2 separate regions of the Bombyx mori genome follow, and region 2 is linked to region 1. Evidence: chromatin contacts called from public Hi-C data. All regions are on one chromosome and are shown on one strand. Each heading gives the region's core, a stretch centred on a gene start, on an enhancer-like site or on the middle of the called end of the contact. The rest is flanking DNA. Distances are from core to core; before and after follow the strand shown. Region 1 overlaps LOC101736508 (E3 ubiquitin-protein ligase goliath). Region 2 overlaps LOC101736508 (E3 ubiquitin-protein ligase goliath).

What was found. Hi-C and Micro-C count contacts between places; a contact is called where the count stands out from the background.
Region 2: a Hi-C map of posterior silk gland shows a contact between it and region 1, with 1.5 times the contacts expected there. The contact joins two enhancer-like sites. A contact is called at or near these places in 3 of 7 Hi-C or Micro-C datasets (posterior silk gland and whole pupa).

What each region holds. Positions count from the first base shown.
Region 1 is chr14:4,681,816-4,688,101 of ASM3026992v2, reverse strand. The region is part of intron 1 of LOC101736508 (E3 ubiquitin-protein ligase goliath); the gene reads right to left. It overlaps LOC134200079, which reads right to left. Exons shown (of 3, transcript XM_062672025.1): 1 at 1-6,286. Among protein-coding and RNA genes, the nearest start is that of LOC134200084, 6.8 kb to the left of the region's middle. Within about 2 kb of position 3,716, at least 2 of the 8 cell types and tissues checked have open chromatin away from gene starts, as enhancers often do.
Region 2 is chr14:4,738,123-4,744,896 of ASM3026992v2, reverse strand. It overlaps LOC101736508 (E3 ubiquitin-protein ligase goliath), which reads right to left. Exons shown (of 12, transcript XM_062672019.1): 3 at 3,136-3,333. Among protein-coding and RNA genes, the nearest start is that of LOC134200084, 50 kb to the right of the region's middle. Within about 2 kb of position 3,531, at least 6 of the 8 cell types and tissues checked have open chromatin away from gene starts, as enhancers often do.

The DNA.
Region 1 (6,286 bases), core at 2,467-4,966:
ATTATAAATAGTTTTAAGTTAACTGTCTGAATTCACGAAATGTTCTGTTCGGTTGGACGATGTTATCTGATATATAATTGTGTTTTGCAATTGTAAACGTTTTAAATATATGATGACGGAACTGAGGTTGTTTGTTGAAATATCTATGTTAAATTTTGGTTTGCACACGTATAGAAGTCAAGGGTTACTTTTTTTTTTTACGTTTCCTACTCTGGCCTTTTTTGGCTTTTTTTAATGAATGGCTGAGTGAACGATTTTATGGTGCCCCGGTAATAAGTGAACAAACACCACAACATGAGGCCGACTGTATTATATAGAGACTGATCCATACTTCAAATCGGAATGCATTACTTCACCGTAGTATTCTTTTCTATGGCACTTTTAGGCAGACAAGCATACGGCCCACCCATGGTGAGTGGTTAGCGTCGCCCATGGACCTCAGCAATGCCAGGGACAGAACCAAGCCGCTGCCTAAAAAAGTAATAAACAGGTTGACGGTTCGTAGCTCCACGGGTTTACCGTGCATCTTTTACCCAAAATTTTCATAAACATTTGATCTGATGGTTGTCTGGGCTCCAGTATCCAATTCGAGTTATTTCCACACAATGAATTTTAGACTCTATAGAAAGCCTTATTGTGTTTAATTTACAGTATTACGCAATTATCCGTATCTTAATCGTGAAACTGTTACAAAACAGGCCCGATATCCGACCTAATAATGCACTCGGAACCCCTCAAACTGGATACATCTCCAGCGAACCGACATCATGCGTTAAGACAAATCGAACTTTACAACTAACGAGATTCGGTTCAAATTTTAAACTCCGATAAAAATCTAAAATAAACCGGCACGAAGCGAGTTGCATCATTTTAATGTAACTGGTTTATGTACATATAACGTTTGCGAGCTGTTATTTCAAGGATTCGGACGGAATTGGGTAATGGTTACATGCATGTATGTTTTTGTGAAGTTCTGTATTAATATTACAATCTAACTTGTATTTGCATTTGTAATACTATCTAAATTTTTGCGTAGTAGTAGTAAAGACAATTTTACTGTATTGTTACAGTAAATTTTGGCGCATTTACGTTGCAGATGTCTATGGGCTCCAGTAACGACTTAACACCAGGTGGGCTGTGAACTCGTCCACCTATCTAAGCAATAAATAAAAAATGGTTTAAGCAACTATTTCGTATCTTTACAGGGGAGTCATTTAAAGTTTAAAATTTGGAAAAAATATCGTATCAAAAAAATTTCTTCGGCTATTTGAATGGAGTAAACTTTATTGAAGTTCAATTAAATCATGAAACTGTCAGTTTTATTTAATTTTTATTTGTGCATAGATGGGTGGACGAGCTCACAGTCCACCTGGTGTTAAGTGATTACTGGAGCCCATGGACATCTACAACGTAAACGCGCCACCCACCTTGAGATATAAGTTCTAAGGTCTCAAGCATAGTTACAACGGCTGCTCCACCCTTCAAACCGAAACGCATTACTGCTTCACGGCAGAAATAGGCAGGGTGGTGGTACCTACCCGCGCGGACTCACAAGAGGTCCTACCACCAGTAGACTATATTTTACCAGTACTTTATTTTAAACATTTCGATTTCAAATATTTCGACCTCATTCCTTATGGTTCATGGTATTCAGGTTACTATGTCTATGAGTCCTGTTACCTATATAACAGTTTGCTACAATAAGCTCGTACTAGCATACTCATCCACGAAATAAAATAAAAAAAATAGCTGTTCAAGGCCAAATTACTTTAGTACTACAGGAAAAAGGGAAACCTGTTTTTGTATTGTATCAGCTGGCCAAACTAACTCTTAACCTTCTCTTAACGATGCCCGCTACAAGAGAGCTTTTTCCCCCTTATGTACCTACATATTCGCAGACAGCTTAAGAGGTGATTCCAGCTTTTCGTGGCTAGCGTGCCTTGTAGCTAGCTGTGCCGTGTAGCTAGCTACGAGAAAGCCTATTGATATCACAATTACGTTACTTCCACGACTCATATTAAGAAAATATTAATTTCTAAGTTTTATATTATAAAGACTATCAAATGACTGTAAGGTTTGTTGTAAACTAGCTAAAATGATCATGTTAAAACTAAGAAAATTTTCGGATTGCCAAATAGCAACACTGTCGGTGTGAGAAATGGCAGTAGTGGGGACAAGATATAATAAAAAAGGCGGTAGTCTGAAAAAAAACGGGAAAAAAGCGGTGTTTTCTGTAGTGAGCACATATCTAAAGATTGTACAAGTGGAGTTACAATACATCCGAAACGTGGACCTCCACGACGACATGGACCTAAATTCCATCAGTAAGTATGTACGTACAGCCGGTATCAGTGCGCAAATTTCGAGAAAGCGGCACAACACGAGAGCCCTCTTCTCATCGTGGCTTCCCGATCCTGCGGACCGAATGGTAAACAGTCGACGTCGCCCAAAACACGTCATTTCGGATCCTCCCGATCGGTGCTTTTAGATACCTCAAGCACCGGTCATCGTTCTCCGGTGGTAGATTCTGCGAAGCACGGCTCTTGCTAGGGCCAGTGTTAGCAACACTCTCGGTTTGAGCCCCGTGAGCTCACCTACTCGCTCGGTGAATCTAGAATAACCCCCTCGAGGTTACTAGAATAGATAGGAAAAAAAAACTCGAAAATTAATTAAGTACACACTCTGAATTAACGAAATTTCACGAAAACAACTATTCTAACGTAGACGTCACTTAATTAAGTTAATGAATAACATTTCAGATTCTCTTTGTTTAAATTAACATTTTTTTTTCTTTCTATACACGATTCGAGACGTTTCTTTGTTTTGCTATAAATTAATAACATATTTAAACGTGAAATAACTTTATTTTTTGTTTTATTTTACAATTTACAAATCATTTTGAATGTCTGTATCAGACGAACTTCAAAAATAGCCTACAATGTAGTTTACTATAGAAAATACACCATAATTATTTTAAAACTATTTTTATATTGTTCCTTTGTGATTTTTACTCATATAACGGTAAACATCATCATCACAATGGATAGAATACGGAATGAATATGTTAGAGGAAGTCTGAAGTGGCACCTGTGACAGAGAAGCTGAGAAGTGCGCGTTTGAAATGGTATGGACATGTGATGAGACGAAATGAAAATGAGGTTGGTAAGAGAATGTTAACTATGAATATGGAAGGATATAGAGGAAGAGGTAGACCTAAGAAGAAATGGATGGATTGCGTGAAAGACATAGGTAAGAAGGGAGTGAGCGAAGAAATGGTATATGATAGAGTGTATGGAAGGAGAAAACATGTTGCACCGACCCCAGGCGACTGGGAGAAGGGCAGGATAATGATAACGGTAAACATTGTCTGTCGAAGGAAAATGGTTTACATTGAGAATAAATACGTATAGGTAGATATTCGATCACAGAATATTTCAATTTAAAAGCATATCTTCTATTTGTTTTGTACCCGTTCTGTAGTTATTATAATTTGACAAATAAATGGTTATTATACCTCCAGATGTTAGAGGGTATGTTAAATGTATACGATGCTATGAATATGTCCACTCACATGTAATAACATTGAAGGCTAAAAACGTAATAAACCCCGTTAAACACAAATAGACAATTAAAATGCGTTCCACAGTCCCACCATATGGTCACACTAACATGGCACCGAAGTTAATTTAACGAGATCCACGCGTCCCTTCTCCGCTCGATATAAAGCTCAAAGCTGTGTCTATTTATATCGCGACATTCAACAGATTAAGACCACAAGCATTGTCAATAGCTCTATAATCACTACGTTATGTATATAAATCATATAGTGATTTCATATTATATGCAAGCGGTATATATCTATTTATTGAATGTACGTATTTTATTTATTAATGTATTGTTAATAGTACACCTCAACAACATTTTTATACAATAGTATAGTACAACGGCTGCCCCGCTCTTCAAACCGAAGCGCGTTACTGCTTCACGGCAGAAATAGGCAGGGCGGTGGTACCTACCCGTGCGGACTCACAAGACGTCCTACCATCAGTAGTTAATCTATTTTATTATTACATTTGCTGAAGTCCATGGGCGAAGGTAACCACTCACCATCAGGTGGGCCGTATGCTCATCTGCCTACACGGGCAATAAAAGATAAAAAAAAACAGTAAAAAAAGATGAAATTAATTGTTAGTTCGGTTTACTATTTGACCACTTTTTTTTTTTTTAGTTTTCATACAATAATTACGATTGACTATAGATCGCCAAACTGTTACAGCAGTTCAGGATATTGATGATCTCTCTTAAAATAAGTTTGTTGATTTTGTTTTCGATGCTCATCCGTTACCACCCACGCTCAGCAGAGTACAGAGCAACCAGCGCAACCCGAGGCCATTCAGTTTCCGTATAGCTATATTCGTCAGCACCGCAGGAAGTATTTCTTAATCAGACACGAAGCGAGACTGAATGAAACCTTTTCCCTGTGCCAACACTTCCTGTTTAGCCTCTAATTTGTTATTTAAGAATTCATTCAACTTAATTTATAATCCGGATTTAGTTACGTACATAAATTTATTGACTTCGCAGCCCTAATTAAATGAGAAGGTACAATCAACTACGATGTACTGTTTACAAACTTTTATCGTAACAATAAATTAAAACACGTAGGTTTTATATCATTAGTAGGGTGACGTCCAAGGTATTCTTTTGTCTCGATCTGTTATTTGTATTTAAACGTTGCGTTGGCGATTAAAAGTCTGTTCAACTATATGATATTGATATAAATAAACTAGCTGTACCCGATCCGCTTCGTTGGGCATTTAAAATTAACATTATTATTTCTCACACCCACAAAGATTCTCATCATTAACGACCCCGTAACTGCTGTAGGGAGTCCAACACTCATATAAATATTAACCTATCCATTAAGTACATGTATTTTCTACATAGATACCAAGTTTCAAGTCAATCGGATGCATGGTTCAGTAGTTATAACGGAACATCCGTAAAAACACTATATATTAATATAGATATACGTCCCTGTATTGTTTCCGTGGATATATTTTTAAAAATATGTATACTATATTAATATAAACGCACAGTAATGAACCCGTAGGATAAATTCGATAGATTCTAATTTTAATACTAACGCAACAAAACTATGTTATCAAAACAGAATTTCTATGAAGTACATTTTATTTTTAAAATAAATGCCGCCGCGTTTGTGTAAGAAATCGTTGACCCGTCTCACGATAGAACTTTACGCTTGCAACAAACCCGATGTATATACTATGACGCGTATCGACAGCCTATACTTCTTTAACTGAATATTTCACATGTGGTTTCCATTGCATACACATCTGATAGCATTTAACGAAAACCACACAAGTGTCGAACATCAGACAATTTCCAAAACAAGAGCACGTCACATTACACTGACATGGGAGGTAAGACTTATTTTCAATAAAAAACGTATCATGTTTGGCCAAAACAGGACCTCTGAAAATGGATTGCGGACGAACACCGTGTGAAGTATTATGGATGTTTTTTTTTTTATTGTTTAAATGAGTGGACGTGCTCACAGCCCGCCTGGTGTTAAGTGGTTACTGGAGCCCATAGACATCTACAACTTAAATGCGCCACCCACCTTGAGACATAAGTTCTAAGGTCTCAAGTATAGTTACAACGGCTGCCCCACCCTTCAAACCGAAACGCATTACTGCTTTACGGCCGAAATAGAAAAAATCTTACGTTACGGACGTTTTTTCCCGGTTAGGGTAACCCTCTGCATCGTCCCATAAAGAACTTCGTTCCAAAATTACACAATATTTCAAATGTCGCTCAAATTCAATTGTACTGTGTACAATTGTACAATTGTAACAGTTAGTCGTTACTGACAACGAAAACTGTAAAGTATTCGAAAAGTCGCAAATAATATCAGAACCACGGAATAGATAAATAAGGTAGGATAATAAGGAACCTTATTTATCTATTCCGTGATCAGAACTATAAAAAACTAGAGATTAAGGCGTAAAAGTCGTTTTAATCTTAGACTCGCAGCAATCGAATTGAATACGAAACGTATTCATTAAAGTTGATTTACGTAGCGGAGCACTGTTTTAGCCCACTGAGTTTCTCGCCGGATCTTCTCAGTGGGTCGCGTGTCCTATCTGGCAGTAGATTCTGTGAAGCACGGCTCTTGCTAGGGTTCGTGTTAGCAACATCGTCAGGTTTGAGCCCCGTGAGCTCACCTACTAGTTAGGGTTACGCTGATATGGTCTCTCTAGAC
Region 2 (6,774 bases), core at 2,282-4,781, 57 kb before region 1:
AAACCGAAACGCATTACTGCTTCACGATAGAAATAGGCGGGGTGGTGGTACCTACCCGTGCGGACTCACAAGAGCTCCTACCACCAGTGATTACGCAAATTATAATTTTGTGGGTTTGATTTTTATTACACGATGTTATTCCTTCACCGTGGAAGTCAATCGTGAACATTTGTTTAAGTACGTATTTCATTAGAAAAATTGGTACCCGCCTGCGGGATTCGAACATCGTTGCATCGCTAGATACGAATGCACCGGACGTCTTATCCTTTAGGCCACGACGATTTTTGTAAACGATGAAAGTCTTATGATGTTTACAAGGGCTAGGAGGACCAAATTGTAAATAATAGAGTTGAGCCATTGAGCAGTTGAGTTGAGAGTTGAATTTTCAAAGGCTTTTCGCTGTCACCCTAACACAAAATAAAAATTCTATTTTACTTATTTGTTTGTTTTCTTGTTTGCTGTACTAGGCTTTATTATAATTTGTATGGGTAAAAAAACGGTCTTGAATTTTTTAATATAGTAAAAAGTTCTTATAGATAAGCATACGTATTATACGTTATACATATGATACTTTAATCACAAAACACCGTGAGTTTATGACGAACAAACAATAAATAATGTAGATAAATAATATTATGACGACATAATTTATTTTTAGACTGTACGATTGATAAAATATAATAAAAACACCTTTGTCCTACGTCTATAATTGATTTTTTTAACCCAAATTCCGAATTATTTATCTACAAGTAATTTATGCAAATTATTATCAGTATATTTTTTGTTTTCTGTTTGCTATCGAATAATCAATCTTCGATATCAGAGAACGTCATTGTAGAAAAATTCAGAACAATGTTCTTGGGTTCGTCGTGTGAACGAAAATCTATATATTAACACGTGAAGCAAAAACTTTGTATCCCTTTTTACGAAAATTGTGCGGACGGAGAAGTATGAAATTTTCCACACTTATAGAGAATATAGAGAAGAAGTGCACAATGCTAATATTATTTTAAAATAATTCATAAAAAATACATTAAATCAATAAAGAAAACATTACACACACTACATACCATGTATTTGACGCACACACGCATGCATACTATTTATTGTCAAAATTTTGTTCTTGACGTCTGTTGTCAAATTGAGAATAGATTAAATATTGTTTGTCTTTATTAATATTTTTTTATAGTGTAGCCTTGGGGAAATTTGTGATTATAGAAGTATAAAATACAATCATAATAGTGTACAAATTTACAATTCCAATTAATTATAGTCGAATTTCGACTACTGCGGGAGCTCTAGTATAAAGAATTATGTCAGAAAATTCTGTTACGTCTTTTATTTTATGTTACTGTATCCTACCACTATTCGTCTACATTACAAATCAAATGTATGTAGGGTTAAGGTAAATATATTATTAAAAATCAATACAAACATTGATCGAGCTATCGCCAAAGACGTTTAAGATTTAATAAAGAATAGAATATAAACAAAATCCTTCTAAGTATTCGCAATAATTTAGCTGATAGTCTTTAAAACGACACAGAAAAAAAAACTGTCATTTGTTCGCTGATTCAAAAGCTTTTAATATGCCAATTAACAGAGGACATCACGGTGTAATTTATTTAAAGATAGCTATAGGTTCATTCTTTATACTTATGTAACATCCAGCGATCGTCACGTCGGCACAAAATGTATTGTAAGAAAACCGGATACCAAGTCTACTTTTTACATTGGTGTTCAGTATTTTATGTGCTATAAATTTTGTTTATATTATGTGACTGTTAGAAAATAGTACGTTGTTCTACTAAAACAAAGTCATTTTCAGATTAATATACGAACGATCTTGATCCGCAAAAGCAACGATATAACCTCAAGAGGGTAGGTGAAAATTTATTTCACTCGTGACATAGTTCCATCGAATTTATGAACGATAATTTTACACACATTCGTATCTAGATATGGGCGACGCCCGTGCCCATTAAAAGAAACGTCAAGCAGGTATTATTTACGAAAAATAATGTTTTTTTTTATGTATGGTAGATGTATTGAAATGGAAGGTAGAGGGGAAGAAGTCGACCGAAGAAGTCATGGATGGAGTGTGTGAATGACGATATGAGAGAGAGAGGAGTGAGTGTTGAAATGACGGCTGATAGAAGAGAATGGAAAAGAAAAATTAACTGTGCCGACCCCACCTAGTGGGATAAGGTGGAGAAAAAGAAGAAGAAGAATTTTTATTAGAAGAATTTTTATAAGAAGAATTTTTATATTTGTTGTACTATTGTGGTATTTCAAATGAGTGCCGGCCGGTATAATGTAAACGAAAAAACGTGGACATAAAAGTCGATAATACGTGAACAATAAAGATAAGGCCGGTGTGTTCACTCTGTGTCTGATATCTGTAGGTACACTCATTTCGTTGGGTTAATAGTCCACTATTTATTATGATGTTTTAATATAGATTATATTATTTGTATACCAACGAATACTACATTATTTAGAATTGACGACTATATATTGATATAGAAAAGTACCGATTTATTAATTACTAGCGACCCGCCCTCGGTTCGCTTCGGAAACATTAAAACACACATGAAACCAAAAAAATAAAAATAAAAAAAAAAGTTAAAAAAGTAGCCTATGTTCATCAGGGACAATGTCGGCTTCTAATGGAAAAAGAATTTTTCAAATCGTTCCAGTAGTTTCGGAGCCTATTCGAAACAAACAAACAAACAAATCTTTCCTCTTTATAATATTAAGTATAGATAATGCGGTACATATTTTGTGTGTAACATAACTTTAAAGAGAAGGGAACAATTAGTATGATTGACGTTACAAAATTTTTTTTATTGCTTAGATGGGTGGACGATCTCACAGCCCACCTGGTGTTAAGTGGTTACTGGAGCCCATAGACATCTACAACGTAAATTTCGCCACTCACCTTGAGATATGAGTTCTAAAGGTCTCAGTATAGTTACAAAGCTACCCCACCATTCTAACCGAAACGCATTACTGCTTCACGGCAGAAATAGGCGGGGTGGTGGTACCTACCCGTGCAGACACGCAAGACGCCCTACCACCAGTGACTAACTTTGGAGGATTTATTTAATATAAAATTTGCTGGTGAAGAGTTACCTTTAGTTCAAAATTGCAGCTGCCTCGTCTTATGAGAGCAATCCAGGGCTCTTGAGGTAAAGGTTCATTGGGCGCGGTGGTTGACAGCAGGGGCCACGAGCAGCCGGTGTGGTCCCTTTCCCCGCCCGGGCCCTTGGCTCTGATGTGCACGCCGACCCCGCTCGATGACCCAACGAATCCTTCGCCATATTTTCCGGACTGTCAAACAAAAATACAATAACATTACCGACGAAACAAAATACAAATAGTTTCTGTTTGAATTGTTTGAGGTATAAGTAAGCAAGGATGTTAACTTCATTATTCAATTTCGTTAACAAGTGCGCGTGACCTGGAGCTCCTTCAATTGTTGCACTAAAGTCTGATAAGGAATAGCTGTAACAACATCCGTAAGCAATAACCCCGTCTGATGACCGCAAACGATTACGATAACAGATACGCACGTAACATTAACAATAATGAACATACTTGTTTGATATTGAAACATATTATGTATGAAGCTTCCAGAACTATCTGGAGTACCCAAATACGGTTTAACTATGTAATCAAAAACATATTGAAATCAATTGAGCAATTGAAAATTGGTGCGGTATTTAGCGTGCGGTAGTTCACGCCCCGGACTCTTGCGATGAGGGTTGTTTTCGATTGCGACATCGCGAAAACATTCGTGTGATAAACAAGTTACTCTTCGTCTAGTATTCTTCTCTATCTTCGTTCGATAGCTATTATCTATATATGAATATATTTAAACTTATATACGCATTTATATCTTGTTCCCAAAGTAAAGGGAATCCTAGGTTACGGTCGGACGATCCGGCCGGTTTTGCTCCATTTAGCACACTTTCATTCTTATTAATGTTTGTTATCTATACTAATACTAATATACTAATAATATTATAAAGAGGAAAGATTTGTTTGTCTGTTTCGAATAGGCTCCGAAACTATTGGACCGATTTGAAAAATTCTTTTTCCATTAGAAGCCGACATTGTCCCTGATGAACATAGGCTACTATTTTTTTTTTTTATTTTTTTTTTTTTGTTTCATTTGTGTTTTAATGTTTCCGAAGCGAAGCGAGGGCGGGTCGCTAGTTAACAATAATTTTATATCCCATCTAACGAAATTGAATGTCTGGCTCGAAGTTCGTTAGTATACACCATTATTTTATAACTAGTACAAAAAATTTAAGGACATATTAGGGAAGACATTATTATCATATATGTGACGGAAAAATTTCATAATACCTTTAAATAGCAAAGTTATTATCATTTGTTTATTGTAAAAAATCTCACTGAAATCATGGACATATTACTTTACAAACCATTCATTAGTTCATTGAACTTCATTGATGGTATTCCATCCTACTCATTCGCATTCGTACTGTCGCACTTGTGACGTAGATGGCCTTAGACAATAAAATGAAACAAAAGAACATGTGATGTAGTTACCTACTTTATTTAATTTTCTAAATTCTAACCTCTCCTTTCATATTCATCCGGGCCTAGGACCGGCAAAATTACCTTTTTACAATTAATTAAATACATATGTGATTAGAAAACAATAAACAAATATTACAATAAAATAAGGTATTCTGTACTAAAAGAAAAGAGAAATTTTGGCATATTTATGAAGTTAGAATCAGGTGATATTTACAATAATTATTTACATAGGTATTATTTACTAAACTTACAAGTATTTCAATTGTCCTTCGAAATGTCCGCCACTATTGTTAATACACAGACGGGCTCGTTTCATTAAATTGTTTTTAACGAGAAAAGTACGCTTCTCTGTCTTTTCACTTCTTGAATAGCGTCCAATATGCGCTGTTTTAATCATTCGAGCCTAATTCGCTCGCTTCTGTGCACACGTCTCTTAATTTCACTCCACAAAAAGAAGTCCATGGGCGTTAATTCTTGAGATTTCCTTAGTGATATGGATGTAATCCAGCCTTATTAATAATCTTCCAGGCACAGGACTGGCTGATGTTAAACCGTCGATCAGCGTCATTTGTACTCCGCCAGGGATCCTCTTCAAAATACGCTAGTACATCGTCGTACAGATTTTGTGACAACGCTGGTCTTCCTCGTTCTTGACGTACGTAGGTGACCGTGCGTGGAATGAACCGTGATCTAGTAAACGCTGGTAAGCATTTACCAGGTTCGCACATTTGGCTGTCGAGCGTTTGGGTGTCTTCCCTGTACATACGTACAGCTGCACTCGCGTTTTCTCCACTCAAAAAGTACGCACGAAGCATAGCTACATACTCCCGTGATGTGAACTGATAAGCCATCGCGTCAGGGAAAACTTAAACAAACAACTGTTGCAACGAAAAAAAGCATGCGCACACTTCGGATAACAATTTAGCACTGTTTTTTGTCGTTGTTGCGTCGGGGCGCGGCGCGGGCGCAGAGGGACAAGGGGTGGTTGGTGGGCTTCGACTTGAGTTTCCCGGAATTTATCAATGGAGCAGCGCCCCGTAGGTACCCAAACCCTGCCGCACGTACCTACTATCGGTCATTGATTGATTTTTTTTATAATTATTTAGCATTTACCAGTTATTACGTATTTTTGTGGACAGTTTTGAGACTTAGTGTTTTTTATTTTTAACTACACAAATATGATTAGTTAAAGATACTTAGAGCCCAGTTAAATTTTTTGTACTAATTAAAAAATAGGGGTGTATACAACTCGTGCCAACCTTTCCGATATATTTTTTAAATATTGAACGCACTTCACGCTAATATCAAATTGACTTAATATTAATGGATTATTAATGGACTCTTGGTCCGGTTCTTTCTTTCCATTGGATAATGACTTAATTAAATCGTCTTCATAGTCATTAGACAATCTTTTCAATATTTTATAAAGTGTTTCTTCTGTCTGTACTTTATATTGTGAGCGATTATCATAGTGTTTGTTGTATAATTTGTTGGCAGTCTCGCGGCCTAATTGGCGCCAACGAAACTAGATGATAGCCAAGCCGAAGTAAAAACAAACAGAGGCAAAATGATCCAAGGCGAGTGTAAGAGTCTATTAATTGTTCGTGTTCGAATAACCAATGTCAACTGCCAATGTAGACAACTTCTTGTGGAACTATCCACGTGTCATCATGAAATTTTGCACATTTGCATTTTCCTGTGCTTCATCATATACGCGAGCAATGATTCGCAATTTCGAGGCCATGCAAGACCGGGGATAGACACGTTGGTAAAAAGCCGTAAGTTAGCGGTTTATGGCCAATCATATACATACAACTAGCTTAAAATTTTAAATATTTTATTGTCGTTACTGAATAAAATGAATAATCCCTGAAACTTTCGTTGTACAAACACGATGGGATGTTCAAACATTCATTTATGTTCTGTTTATTGTGTTGTATGATTACATACGCATACTGTCTGCTTAGAACAAGACATGGAAACAATATAACACACGCACAAAAGCATACATTGCGTGTTCATATCACTTTTCAATTTTGATAAAACAGTCATACTTTAAATGGACGAATCGGTTTACTTTAAAGGACCTACTGATATACTCATATTTCGTACGACGCTAAATGGATTTCTTTGTAAATTTTCGAAGGTGAAATCGTCATTATACGCGGGTACATGGTAGGTGGGAATTGATACTTGGACTTTAGG